2 separate regions of the Drosophila melanogaster genome follow, and region 1 is linked to region 2. A link is a contact called in public Hi-C data. All regions are on one chromosome and are shown on one strand. Each heading gives the region's core, a stretch centred on a gene start, on an enhancer-like site or on the middle of the called end of the contact. The rest is flanking DNA. Distances are from core to core; before and after follow the strand shown.

Evidence for each region. A called contact is a pair of places that touch in the nucleus more often than the background predicts.
Region 1: a Hi-C map of the Kc167 cell line shows a contact between it and region 2, with 2.0 times the contacts expected there. The contact joins two enhancer-like sites. A contact is called at or near these places in 6 of 107 Hi-C or Micro-C datasets (the Kc167 cell line, the OSC cell line, the S2 cell line and 2 more).

Annotation. Positions count from the first base shown.
Region 1 is chr3R:17,063,720-17,069,644 of dm6, forward strand. Dad (Daughters against dpp) reads left to right here. Exons shown (of 8, transcript NM_057912.4): 4 at 997-1,050; 5 at 1,117-1,242; 6 at 4,752-4,967; 7 at 5,031-5,181; 8 at 5,251-5,925. The coding sequence ends at 5,416. Among named protein-coding and RNA genes, the nearest start is that of Ns1, 6.0 kb to the right of the region's middle. Within about 2 kb of position 1,657, at least 32 of the 39 cell types and tissues checked have an H3K27ac peak or open chromatin away from gene starts, as enhancers often do. A contact at or near this core is called in the Kc167 cell line, the OSC cell line, the S2 cell line and 1 more, where this site is marked.
Region 2 is chr3R:16,246,954-16,253,131 of dm6, forward strand. The region is part of intron 1 of tara (taranis); the gene reads left to right. Among named protein-coding and RNA genes, the nearest start is that of bor, 14 kb to the right of the region's middle. Within about 2 kb of position 3,143, at least 39 of the 39 cell types and tissues checked have an H3K27ac peak or open chromatin away from gene starts, as enhancers often do. A contact at or near this core is called in the Kc167 cell line, the OSC cell line, the S2 cell line and 1 more, where this site is marked.

The sequences.
Region 1 (5,925 bases), core at 407-2,906, 820 kb after region 2:
ATCTCAGTCACCAAAAACGACCTGTTCCGTTTGCTTTTTTGGGAGTGAATTGAAAGAATGGGAACGAAACGGAACGGAGTAGGATGTAGAATGTAAGCGAGATTAAATACAGCGCCATAGGAATCGGAGATGGGAGCTGGTATCTACCAGCGATCGGAGATCGCCGCACATCAAACGATTTTTGCGCCAATAAAAATAAAATGTCCCCCAGTGGGGCTGCCTGATATGCAAAGATTATTTATTTTTATATCGCCGCGCTGATGTTTGGCTTGCTTACGCTTACGCCTGGGTTTGTTTCGACTGCCTATTCTTTCTTTGTGGTTTTTAGTTTTTCTGGCCTTTATTTTTGTTTGGCTTTGTTGCTCTCTCTCTCTGTTTTTGTTTCGCTTTATTTGCTGCTCAAATATTCAAACACTAGTATGTATTAGTTTTGCGAACCATGATCTCATCCTATATGCGCCCCGACTAGAAGACGCGCATTTATAACTCGAAGTTTTCGTTAATTCGAAAGGGTTTGTAATCATACACGTTGCTGTCCGAAATGAAACTTGGTAAAAGTGCATTAGGCCGATAAGGTTGAGATAAGAATTTTCATATGGTTTAGTCAGCCAAACTATTTCATTAACATGGTCAATTTACTTGATAACATTTCGAATTTTTAAACTACCGCAAATTCATGCATTTCGATTGAATCGAGTTATTGATAATGGCATTGTAGAGTTCTTTACCTTTAACTCTTTCTAGCAGGTTATGTTAGTGTGATCTTAAAAGAGCAATAAATAAATAGCTTAATGTGCTGTTATACAAATTTGTTATATAAAATGTATCAGTCTTCAACATCTTATAGCGTACTAATATTTCTAAGACTATGGAGATTTTACTTGTTTATCATGCATCTATTACAAAACTAATAATACCATTCATACAAGTGTACCGTATGTATGTACGTATCTCCAAGATATCTAAAACTATCCCCTCTCTTGTCTACCATTTTAGAATCCCCAACACCGCCGTACCAACGCTCAAAAATGCTGAGACTGAAAGATGCAGGTAAGCCGGCTTTTCCATATACATTTTCGATCCGGGTGTATTAATCAACAAAACCAAATCTTGCAGATTTCGAAGAAGACTCGCAGAACGATGCAAAGTCGGCAGCGCTCAGCACGTGGAGTGCCGAAAGCACCAGCATTTCGAACATCTACAAGCCGGCTCTCTACGAGTCGGTTACCACTGATGGAAAAGGTGAGTTTTGTGCCCCAAAATCCCACTCTCTTTTGCCTCTCCCCCGCTTATCAGGCGATTGGGAGAGAGCACATAAAAAAAATCCATTTTCATTTGTGGAATAAATTCGAGGTATTCGAGGCATACATATTTCATTTTGAATCAAACATCACAACACTGCCTTAATAACACAATCTATTTACGATGTTGAAAAATAGTTGATGAACTTACAAACAAACCAAATAAAATGAAAATATATTTCTAAATGATATTGTTTTCCATGTAACGATATTTTTGTTCGGTGTAAGAAAGTGGAAGAGAGCGAAGTGCTGCGATTATTTTGCCGTTTAGGTGTATTGGGGCTGGTGCCCGGTAGTGGTGTGTGTGAGCGGCGCTCTCTCTGGCGGGCCAGTTGTTGTTGTATCGTGGCGCCAGCTTGCCGCGTCAGGTCGTCACTTTCTATATTGATATTAACTTTTAAGCGAAAACAGCAAAAACGAAATGAAAATAAATAATGAGCGAAAAACAAACACGGGCGGCGGCAGGCTGAGCGAGAGAGAGGGAGTGAGCGCGGAGAGCGAGGTGAGTTGGCGCTCTCGATGGCGCCACAATTTTAATGCTAACTTACAAGAGTGCTTGAAAGGGGGTGCAGAGGCGGAGGGGGTACAAGGGGTCCTATGGGGGCTATGATATCATTCACGGCATTACCATTACCCGGCGACTGAGACGGCCCGTGAAACTGAAACTGGCCAGAACTCACACATGCATACACTCATTCGTGTGTGTGTGTATACCATCGTCCATTTAGCTTTTTTATGGCATTGTACTGGCGACGAAACGACGGAAAACTATTACATTTAAATGGACCGTTAAGTTGCGGCTTTACGACGATTGGGTGACAGGCCAGTTAAAAATAGATTGAAATTTCGATTTGATTGATTCCCATCACAATTTTGTCAAATGGACATTGTTGGCATAGTCTTTGAACTGAGAATGATAGTCTCGAACGGCCTTCTCAAGAATTTTGTAATCAATGATGGGATGATGTTTTAAATATTATGATGGTTAATTAGGAAAGCAAAGGTACTTAGATACATCATCAATATAGTATTAGTTGCAGAACGTCGATAAGTACTATGGAATGTTTAAATCGCCCACATAATTTCAGCTTTCTTGAGCAATCGATTCAATTTCGTAATTGCATTACTGCAACTTCATCGCCGTTCGAACTCGGCCGAAATGGAGCACACACAAGTCGGGCATCCGTGTTTCCCCGAAGGCAACACATGTGTGCCACCGACAAACTTACAGGCCACTGCCTCAACCCACACACATGTACACAGATTGAAGATAAAATATTCTAAATTTAAAGATGATGTAGCAGCCCGTGGATTCGGGCATCTAACACAAATGTATGTACATTTATGTACCTACTTACATAAATATTAGCAAGGGGAATCAGCAGCCATGAAGCGGCGCTACGAATTTACAAATGTGTAGTACAGGAAAAACTGCAGTAGGTAGATCTTTCAAGCAGAACCCTCCTCCAGCTTAGAGCTCTAAGTGTATACATAGCAAATTCTCACTGTCACAATCTTTAATTACCAATGTAAATCGCAATGTTTCACGAAATACTTAAATACAATTCAAATGAAATATCTCAATCTAACCATATTAAGACAACAATTCTTAAGAATCATCGATCCATTAAAATTATTCAAATATTTCTATTTCCCATCTTCAATTGAAATGCCAAAATAATTTATTTATTCAAGGCCAATAATTCGGAAAATATGGCACGTTAAGTGTAATATATGAGGCAGAACCTGTTGAAATTTCTACGTAGATATATTCGATTTCATTTGAGTTTGCACAATGAGGGTGCCAAGCTGATTCCCCAATTTTCCGATTCACCTTTCGCCTGGATCAACTCAACTGGCCCACAATCTTGGCGAGCTGCTACTCTCCCAGTTGAGCGAGCGAGGTGGCGACGGCTGCCTGGTGGGGTAAACAATTTTTCGTGGCCATGGCGAGACGCGACGGAATCGCCGGCGTCGACCTAATTAGGTAAACATCGGACAGGCGCCACTTGCAGCGTCCAACGCCCCCGCTGGCCCGCTCGTTGCCCGCCACTTGCCACCCCATTCGACACATTCTTTGCCATGCAAAATTTTAAAAGCCGTCTACGGATTTATTGCGATATATTTTTACTTGGCGCCACTAGCCGCGCGCCTGGGCTTGGCCTTTAGCGCCTTTCGGCCTTTTCATTTTCCCTGCGATTTTCCTCGATTTTCCGCTGAATCGCTGAGCGATTGTGTAGATTATGTGTGCCGCCCAATGCGCACAGCACATTTCTCGAATCGGCTCTGGCCGTTCTGGCCAACTGCACCGCCGCTGTAATCGAATATCGACCCGCTTGCATTGTTGCCATTGGCAATTTGGCCACCATGGCGTATGCGCGATATTTGCACTCTGTTGTCTGACAATGCTCTTTATGCCATTGTTGATTGATAAATTCCCAAGACGAGGGTGTGTTAATGCTGACAATGGTAATGGTGTCATCTGAAGTAGGTATTTACAAATATATAAATACATAACTACAGATACGGTGGCGTATACGCAATGTTAGCATTGTCTCGCTTTACGACTGCAAACGTTAAACTCAGCGCATTTTGTTTACTAATTCCGAGGCATTCGTAGGTATATTCATTCAATTAAATATAAATTTTTAATTTTATGAATGGTTTGGTTTAATGTGGACATAAATTTCAAACAATTTGTACTCAAAGCCCACGCGTTTTCGAAAACTCTCGTCAGCAAGGATTTCAAATAAAGAGCGGCACTTGTTTCTCACTTTGTTATTGGCCCGACCGACACGCGTTCGAAATCGGAATATACAAATGAACCCATAAACAGACTCTGTGGGTTTGTGCACTAATATATGTTCATATATACACACAGCCAGCCGAGCGGGCCGATATACATACATATGCGCAAATGAATACCACACACATACAGAATACGCGACGCCGGTCTGTTTACGTAATGCCCTGGCGCCAAAATTATTACCATTTAAATGTCTGAGCACACAAGTGAGTGTGAACGTAATGTGAATGTGAATATTTGAATGCGAGACTCGCTGTATTCTGTATTTTCAAACGATATGGCGATATATAGCGCTTACTCCCCCGATATCGCTTGAATGTTATGGCAATTTTAAATCACATTTTATTGGCCGGCGAAAGAGTTATTACCGCTTTAGCTAGCAATTTGTATGCGGGTTACAAGATTGCGATTTGAATAATAGTTATTAATGGGAATAACTTTATCGCAGGCATCTTTATGAATTTAATGAGTTGACAATCTCACAAATAAATAAGCAACTTAACTAGACATTGTAAATTCATTCATATCTAATCTTTGCAGTAGCATGTACATACATAATTACGATTTCTTAAACTGTTTTTTGGAATTATTATTATCCAAATAGATACCTGCATCTACAGCATTGTGTTTTCCTTAAATTTCAGATCATAACATCAACAGTCAGGTGTGGTGCCAAATCGCCTACTGGGAGATGGCCCACCGCGTCGGGGAGTTCTTTCACGCCAAAACGAATGCAGTCAATATCTACACGGATGGGATTGTGGCCAGTGAGGTGGACAGCATGTGCCTACGTGACCTCACACCAGCAGGCAATCAGATCCACTCGGTGGTGCCAAAAGCGCGTCATACGGTCGGATTGGGTAAGAGAAAAGGATTTACTAACGTGAAAAGATATATTAATCGGAGTCCGGTCCGCCTCACAGGGGTCACATTGAGTCTGGAGAACGGCGATGTTTGGATCTACAATCGTGGGAATACAACCATTTTTGTCGATTCACCCACCCTGTCCGAAAATCTGGACCGAGTGTGCAAAGTGATGCCGGGCTATTGTCTGAAGGCCTTTGAAACCAATAGGTAAGATCCGTCAATAAAGTTAACCAGTTGTCAAAGCCTCTTATGATGTATATTTATTCCTTTTCGCAGGGCTGAACTTCTGAGCATGAGAGATCACGGACATCATCCCATGGGACCCGTCGACTACTTCAGCATTAAGATCAGCTTTGGCAAGGGCTGGGGACGCGACTACAAAAGACAGGATATCATGGGCTGCCCCTGCTGGCTGGAGGTTCACTTTAGTCATCTGCGGTGACAGTACCTGATGCTGGCCCGTTCGGCAGGACCTCATTCGGCATCCCAGCACCTGGTTGAGCCGGGCATGGGATGCGCCTGCGATCAGGTGAGCAGCTGGCGATCGCGCCAACTGCTGCAGAAGGCGCAGAAGCTGCTGACCAGGCTGTGCAGGCAGGTGTGCGCACTGACGGATTATCGTCCGGCGAGGACGAGATGGCGTTGTCTGGCGGGCAGGAGATCGAGCCGCCAGTTAAACACTAAACAACCAATAATTTGGAACAACAAAGGACTGCAAAAGAAATCATTTTAAATGTTAATATACATAATTACGAAACAAGTTTCAATTACTGCTAGTAGACACATCGAAATTAATTTTAACGCATCTGAGTCGCATTAAGAGAGAGAGAGAGCAAAGAGAGAGAGAGAGAGAGAGAAAGCGGTGACGAGAAGTCGTAGCGAGTCGAGCCGAAATACATAGTAATTGATTGTTAAAAATACTTAGCAAAAATTGAAATCCTGTGATTCACT
Region 2 (6,178 bases), core at 1,893-4,392:
GTTAACAGCTGTTTTTTAACCACAACAGAGAGCGTGGCAAGTTGGCTGTAAAACAATCGCTGTGCCTCTTTAGGTTCCCTGTTGACCGATTGAAAGATTTGCTCGCACAGAGCGTATATGGCAACGCGGTCTTAACTTGGCTCGGCTTGGCTTAATGTATGCCCACACATCCACGGGCAACATACAAAGACAGCTGGCAGCGGCGAGTTGTGGCACGAAATCTTATCAATGAATGCGCATCACTTGCACTTGTTTGCACCACCTGAGGGGGGGATGATGTGGCTATATGGCTATGGCCATGGCTATGGCTATGACTATGGCTATGGGTTCGGGGAATTACCGGCTGGCGACGACGTAAATGGCTCGACGATGACGACGACGGCCGTGTGATGATGACGTGACTCTCAGACGGTCCAGGGCGCGAACAACAACAACAGCAACAGAAGCCACTACACGTGCAATGTCCAACTACCAATGCACTTCCACACGCACACCATTAGCATTATTAAATCGCCAGCCGCAAATTTGCGGTTGCGTCACCTACTTAGCACGCGGACCATAGACCATGGACGATGGCCAGTTGGGTAACTGAGACGGAGGCTGGGGTGGAGAGCGAAACAGGAGCAGGATCCACGGGTTTGCTTAAGGATAACAGTACTACGAGAGCGCCAGCGAAAATTTCCATTAAGCCAAATTAAAGTTATCGTACGCAGAGCAGCGACAGAGCAAGGCCCTCCCAGCTCACCACTACATGGTCCACCCCAATTCTCCACCCACCCAAGCACACTGGCAAAAATAATGCACCCAATATCGTCCTACTGAAAGCACAGCTTGTCAATCAATTGCACTTGCACAGTTTTAATGCATCCTTTAAAATACAAATTTTAAATTTTCAAATACGCATAGCAGAAATTCCACTTTAATTTAATTTTCCACTGTGTACATTTGTTCGTCCTGCCTGCTCCGCATGTCCTCGCTTCCATTTTCATTTCGCTCACTGCTCTCTCTCTGACAACCGCCCCACCACCCACACAACAACAACAGCAGCAATTGAGTACGGCAAAAAAGGGGAAGGCAGTGGAGTGGTTTGAAACATTCCATCTCTCTTTCTCTCTTCCGCACTCCCTTTCTCTTTTGCTCAGCCCACGTAGTGGTGTACGTGCAATTGGAAAAGTGGTTTTCATACTAGTGGATGGCCCAAAACCACCACCACCACTAGCGCCGACAGCAGAGCAGCAGCACCACCACCACCATCAATCCAGCCAAAACCCAGCGCATTTCTCGTCCTGTTTGGTAGGCTTTATTATGCCAGAACTTGGGGGTTAATGGGAGGTACAGTGGGTGGCATAGCATTTCACCCAATTTCATTATATTTGCCAACGTTTTTAGCTTTTATACGTCACACGGTATATCTCACCACACCCAACACGAGAAGTATTCAGAGTGGGTGGCTTGGGTTGATTTTATAAGGGGGATGTCGGAGTATGGAGCGTAGGGTCGTACGATAGAGAAAAGCCGGCTCGACTTTACTGCGCAGGGTCGCCAACTCGACTCGATGAGAGGGGTTGGGATGAGGCGAAGGATATGGGAGGGCTGATGGCAGATGGGTGGTTGGACGGTTGGTATATGGATGTAGGTGGTTTTCGGCTGCCTGTGCTGCCAACCCATTATTATAAGGAATATAATATTATAATAATGTCAGGCATAAAGTGCCAGAAAGAGAGAGACGGAAAAGCAGAGAGGGTGTCTCGGGAAGAGTAGGAATCACCCAACCCTCCGTGGAGCTGATGGAGCTTACACACACACCAGCACAACGAAAACCCGTGTACATGTGCAAAATAAGGTTATTTTATAAACAGTCCACGGTGTTATAAGGGGGAACTGCCATCGGGGGAGAGTTGTATGTATGTGTGGGCGGCCGTATCGAAGCAGAGCCGGAATATACGAGTGCGGGAGTCCGGGAGTTGGCGTCATAGTCACGGATGGGCGCTCGTGGGCGGACATGGGTTAAAGCGGCAAGGCAGCCCTTAAAGAGTGTTAACCAAGGAATCGTTAAATAAAGGACACACAGATTAGGTTTCGCGATAAATCCAAAACTTCAAGATCAACTGAGATAGAATATGAAAAGTACCTATGTACACATGTTAGCATTGATCGGAATATACGATCAGATCACTATGGCCATAAAAAGTAGATTCTAAATTTTATATACTAAAAGTTGTTGATTTGTTTGCGATCAAGATCGACCTAAAAACTATCGACTAAAAACTCCTTTGCTACAAAATAAACTGCGCTTTCTTATAAAACTACTACTATATTCCTTAATGTATAACATAGCATACATATAACTCCCAAAAGCTGTAAACAATCCTCCAGGTTTTCTATAAAGTCTTTATCTTTCCGTGTACTTCGACAGTATCTTCGCATTTTGATTGCCTCATGCCGTAGGAAAATGCCAGCGGGCAACCTTGGTTCGATCCGTTAGCTTTGTGGCGCTGCGCTGGCGAGTCCAAATCCGAATCCGATTCAAACTACGTGAATTTGCGCGCGCTACGCTGCGGCCGTTGTCCGACATCCGACGAATACAATATCCAACATCCGTTATCCCACCACGCTAGCAACCTTCGCAAAAACGAGCGCGCCGTACTTACCACTTACCATACTACAACTGAAAGTGGGGGGTTTTTGGGTGGAATTCTTCGTCCCCTTTGAGATTTTTGCCATTCTAAGCGAAACGCACTAGAAAAACGGTCGCTGTAAGCCTCTGCCTGTTCGTCTTCTTCTTCCCTGCTCTACTCTTCTTTCTTTAGCACTTCGAGTGTTTTCGAAACGCAAAAAGAAACAAAAATATTTTCGACGAAAATCGGAACGCAACACTGCCAACTCAGTCGACGACGAGTCGTCGCTGTTGTTGTCGTTGTTGTTGCCGCCATCATTTATTTTTTCGTCGTTTCTTTTTTTTCCTGCTACGTACTACAAAATTAAACTCGAACGAACCAGCGAACGAACGAACGAACGTTCGCTTGGCTCCGTGCTTTTGGAACGGCAAAAGTTGCGATATTACGTCCCTCGCTATCAACAGCACAGCGATGGCAGCTCTTACCCTGTACAGTGCATATACACGAACAAGCGATTTTAATACATGAAATTTTACTGTGCAGTATACACACACACGCATACGAACACATGCCTACATACATATACAGCACACTGGTTCCATCATCATTATTTACCAGCATTCGCTTTGTTGTTTTGCCCTCGCTCGCTCTCTTCTTCTTCTCTTTGCCTTCCTTCTCTCTCGTGTCATCTCCCTTTACCCCTCTGCGTTGCAGCGGCCCATACTTTATTTTTAACTGTGCGACTGTACTTCGTGTGTCGGTCGTTCGGCTCGTTCGCTTGTACATGTTTTTACATATATACGAACGGAGCGTCTGTATGTATGCGGTGAGTCGAGTCAGCAACATTGGATGTAGCTGTGGATGTACATACATACATATGTAGGCATGGGATGTGGAGTGGAGTCTTTGTTGGTTGGGGCTGTATGTACTTACATACATATATACCCACAGTTTTTTTCATGGTATTTTTTGTTTTTGTAATTTTGTGTTTACCAAGCGGCTTGGTGAATGTACGTACGTACGCCTTGATAGCTGTTGTTGCCTCGTACACTGCGCGACGTGCAATTTGCGCAGTGTGCTGTCGCTCTGACAATTGTTAACGGCAATTGTTGTTGCTCGTTGCCTGTAGCCCTGGTTCCGATTCGGAGCGATTAGCGCACTTGACGCAATGCTCTGGCTCTTTGGCTCTGTTCGCTCTACTCGTTCTCTTGTCTTATCAGCTGGTCTGCGTGATAAGAGCCGTACGGCAAAAATTTTTGCATGCAGATCGATGATCATCGGCTATCTGCCCAGTGGAGAAGCAGCTATTGCGTTCGGGAGACCATCAGCTGGGGATTCCTATTTCGCCTTTTTATTCCAATGTTCAAAGACGCTTGATTTTTGAGATCTTTAGACACGATTCCAGTGTATTTGAACAAGTTAGTTATTTTACAAAAATCTTAAACGGATTCGCATAAAAATAAATTACTGGCGGATGTTATATAAAAGTTACTTTTTAAGGTTCATATTGTTATTAATATTCACATATAAAAATAACTTTATAAAGTTGGCTACAGAATCTGTGTGATCATGATTTTAATGTTCATGAAATTAGAGTTTAAAACAAATAAGTTGGTGTCAATATTCCTATCAAAGGAGGTTCCCAACAGCATACAGGTATTGCTCAGACTACTTCTTATTAGCAGGGCTATCAATCGACCAACAGGTTGATTTCCTGGCAATTTCATTCCCATTTCGAGTCGCCCCGCTACTTGGCAATGGTTCAATCACAGTCGAATTCGTCCTTAAAGTCTCGACAGTCGGAATGACATATTGATGGATCGCTTGGGATGGTCAGGTAGAAAGTGAGTGCAGCAATCCTAGAAAACCGAAATTGAGCCCGAACTCACTGGCGTGTCTAATGCGCTGCATCCTTTTCGGGGATTATGGTTCTCGACCTTAGGTAGAAATGCTCTCCCGACCCTTCGGCGGCTTACAATGGAATGGGATGATATGGGTTGGTTGGATGGTTGGTATTGGGATTTGTAAGGGTCTCGACTCACGTTTCACGAAAGCCTCACTCTGCCGTACACATCTCGCAAACAGCTGAGTTGCCTTTGCCGGAAAGGAGGCGAGGTTGGGAGGTATGGTTCATTGACCAAAAGTTACCATTCTTAACCCCCACTTCCCCCCACTTGGCCTCCTCTCGTATGGGTAATGTATGCTGTCAGCTGTTCCCCCATTTCGCAAAATCACAAACACCATACACATTCACGTACGCAAAGTGGGAAGAGCGAGAGATGCCTTGCAAATTTTCAATGTCACCAATTGCGATGCTAACTTCGCTGCCGGCGTCGCTGCTTATAAATCTTCGACATGAAGCGCAACAAAAAGCCGCAAAAAAAGAAGGCAGAAACAGCAAGCGGCGCGCATTGAAAATTGCTCTAATTCGCCAAAAACAGCTGATTTGGTCGACGACGCCGCCGTCGCGGTGGCTTCCTGTCTCCGTCGCGACCGCTGCCTCCGCCTCTGCTGCCAATCGACGTCCCCACATCGACACGGGGACTCGGACTCGCACTCGAAACTCGTATCGGAATCGGAATCGGAATCGGGGGTTTTGTGTCTGTCAGTCGTGCGGCGAACTCCGTGGTGCGGCAACATGAAATGGCCGACGCAAAATATGCGCACATCAAAAAAGTCTGCCTCATACAACGCAACCCACAAACTCCCCACCACCCCAAAAACCATAGCCCAACCATAGATAGCTCGAGCACAGCCTTGATTCATGTTTGGGTAAACAGTCTTACATCTATGGAGTGGACCAACCATTTTACAAATATTCATTGATACAGTTAAATTGTAGTCCAAAATATTTGTTAGAATAAAGTATTTTTATATATTTTCGTAAGCATAACTCTACTCTCTGGATCTTAGGTAAAAATATGAAAAGCTTTTACTGATTTTTTTTAAATTCTTCTGAACTTTTAGTTGTATAGTTGATATAAACTTTAACATTACAAATGCTATACCTCCGATTGTGCAAGTTCAACGTTAGTGGGAAAGCCGGGCTCGAAAATCTTTCCGTTCCCACATCGTCATGTGCCGCTATAAGCAAATAGCTCGCCCGCTCTGTTATTGTTGTGGGTGTTTGCATTCAAAGTTTTCACCATGAGGGAGGGAAAAATAACCAAGCCAGCATGGGAAACTCCGAGGGACTAGCCACCATATCGGCGTCATCTTGAGCTTCCCATCCACATCCAGATCCACATCCACCAACATATGAAACTAGGAGAGCTGTGCCCGCTGTGTAAGAAGAGTGGGAGAGCGGGTGGTGCGTCTTCGCCCATGTCTTCAATTCAATTCATTTTTATTATGATGAGCTGAAGACCGCTCGGCCGCTGCGTTTTCGTCTTCTTCTTATCCAACTTCGTTGAACCCCAGCTTGCTGGTAATTTTTTTTATTATGCCCCATCGTCGTTGTCTTCGGGCCGGAGCGCTCTTTTTTATGTTTCCAAAGTTTCTTCTTCCTCTATGGCTCGTACACCTAAATTGCTTTGGTGGAGATCGCGGCTTAAACCCAA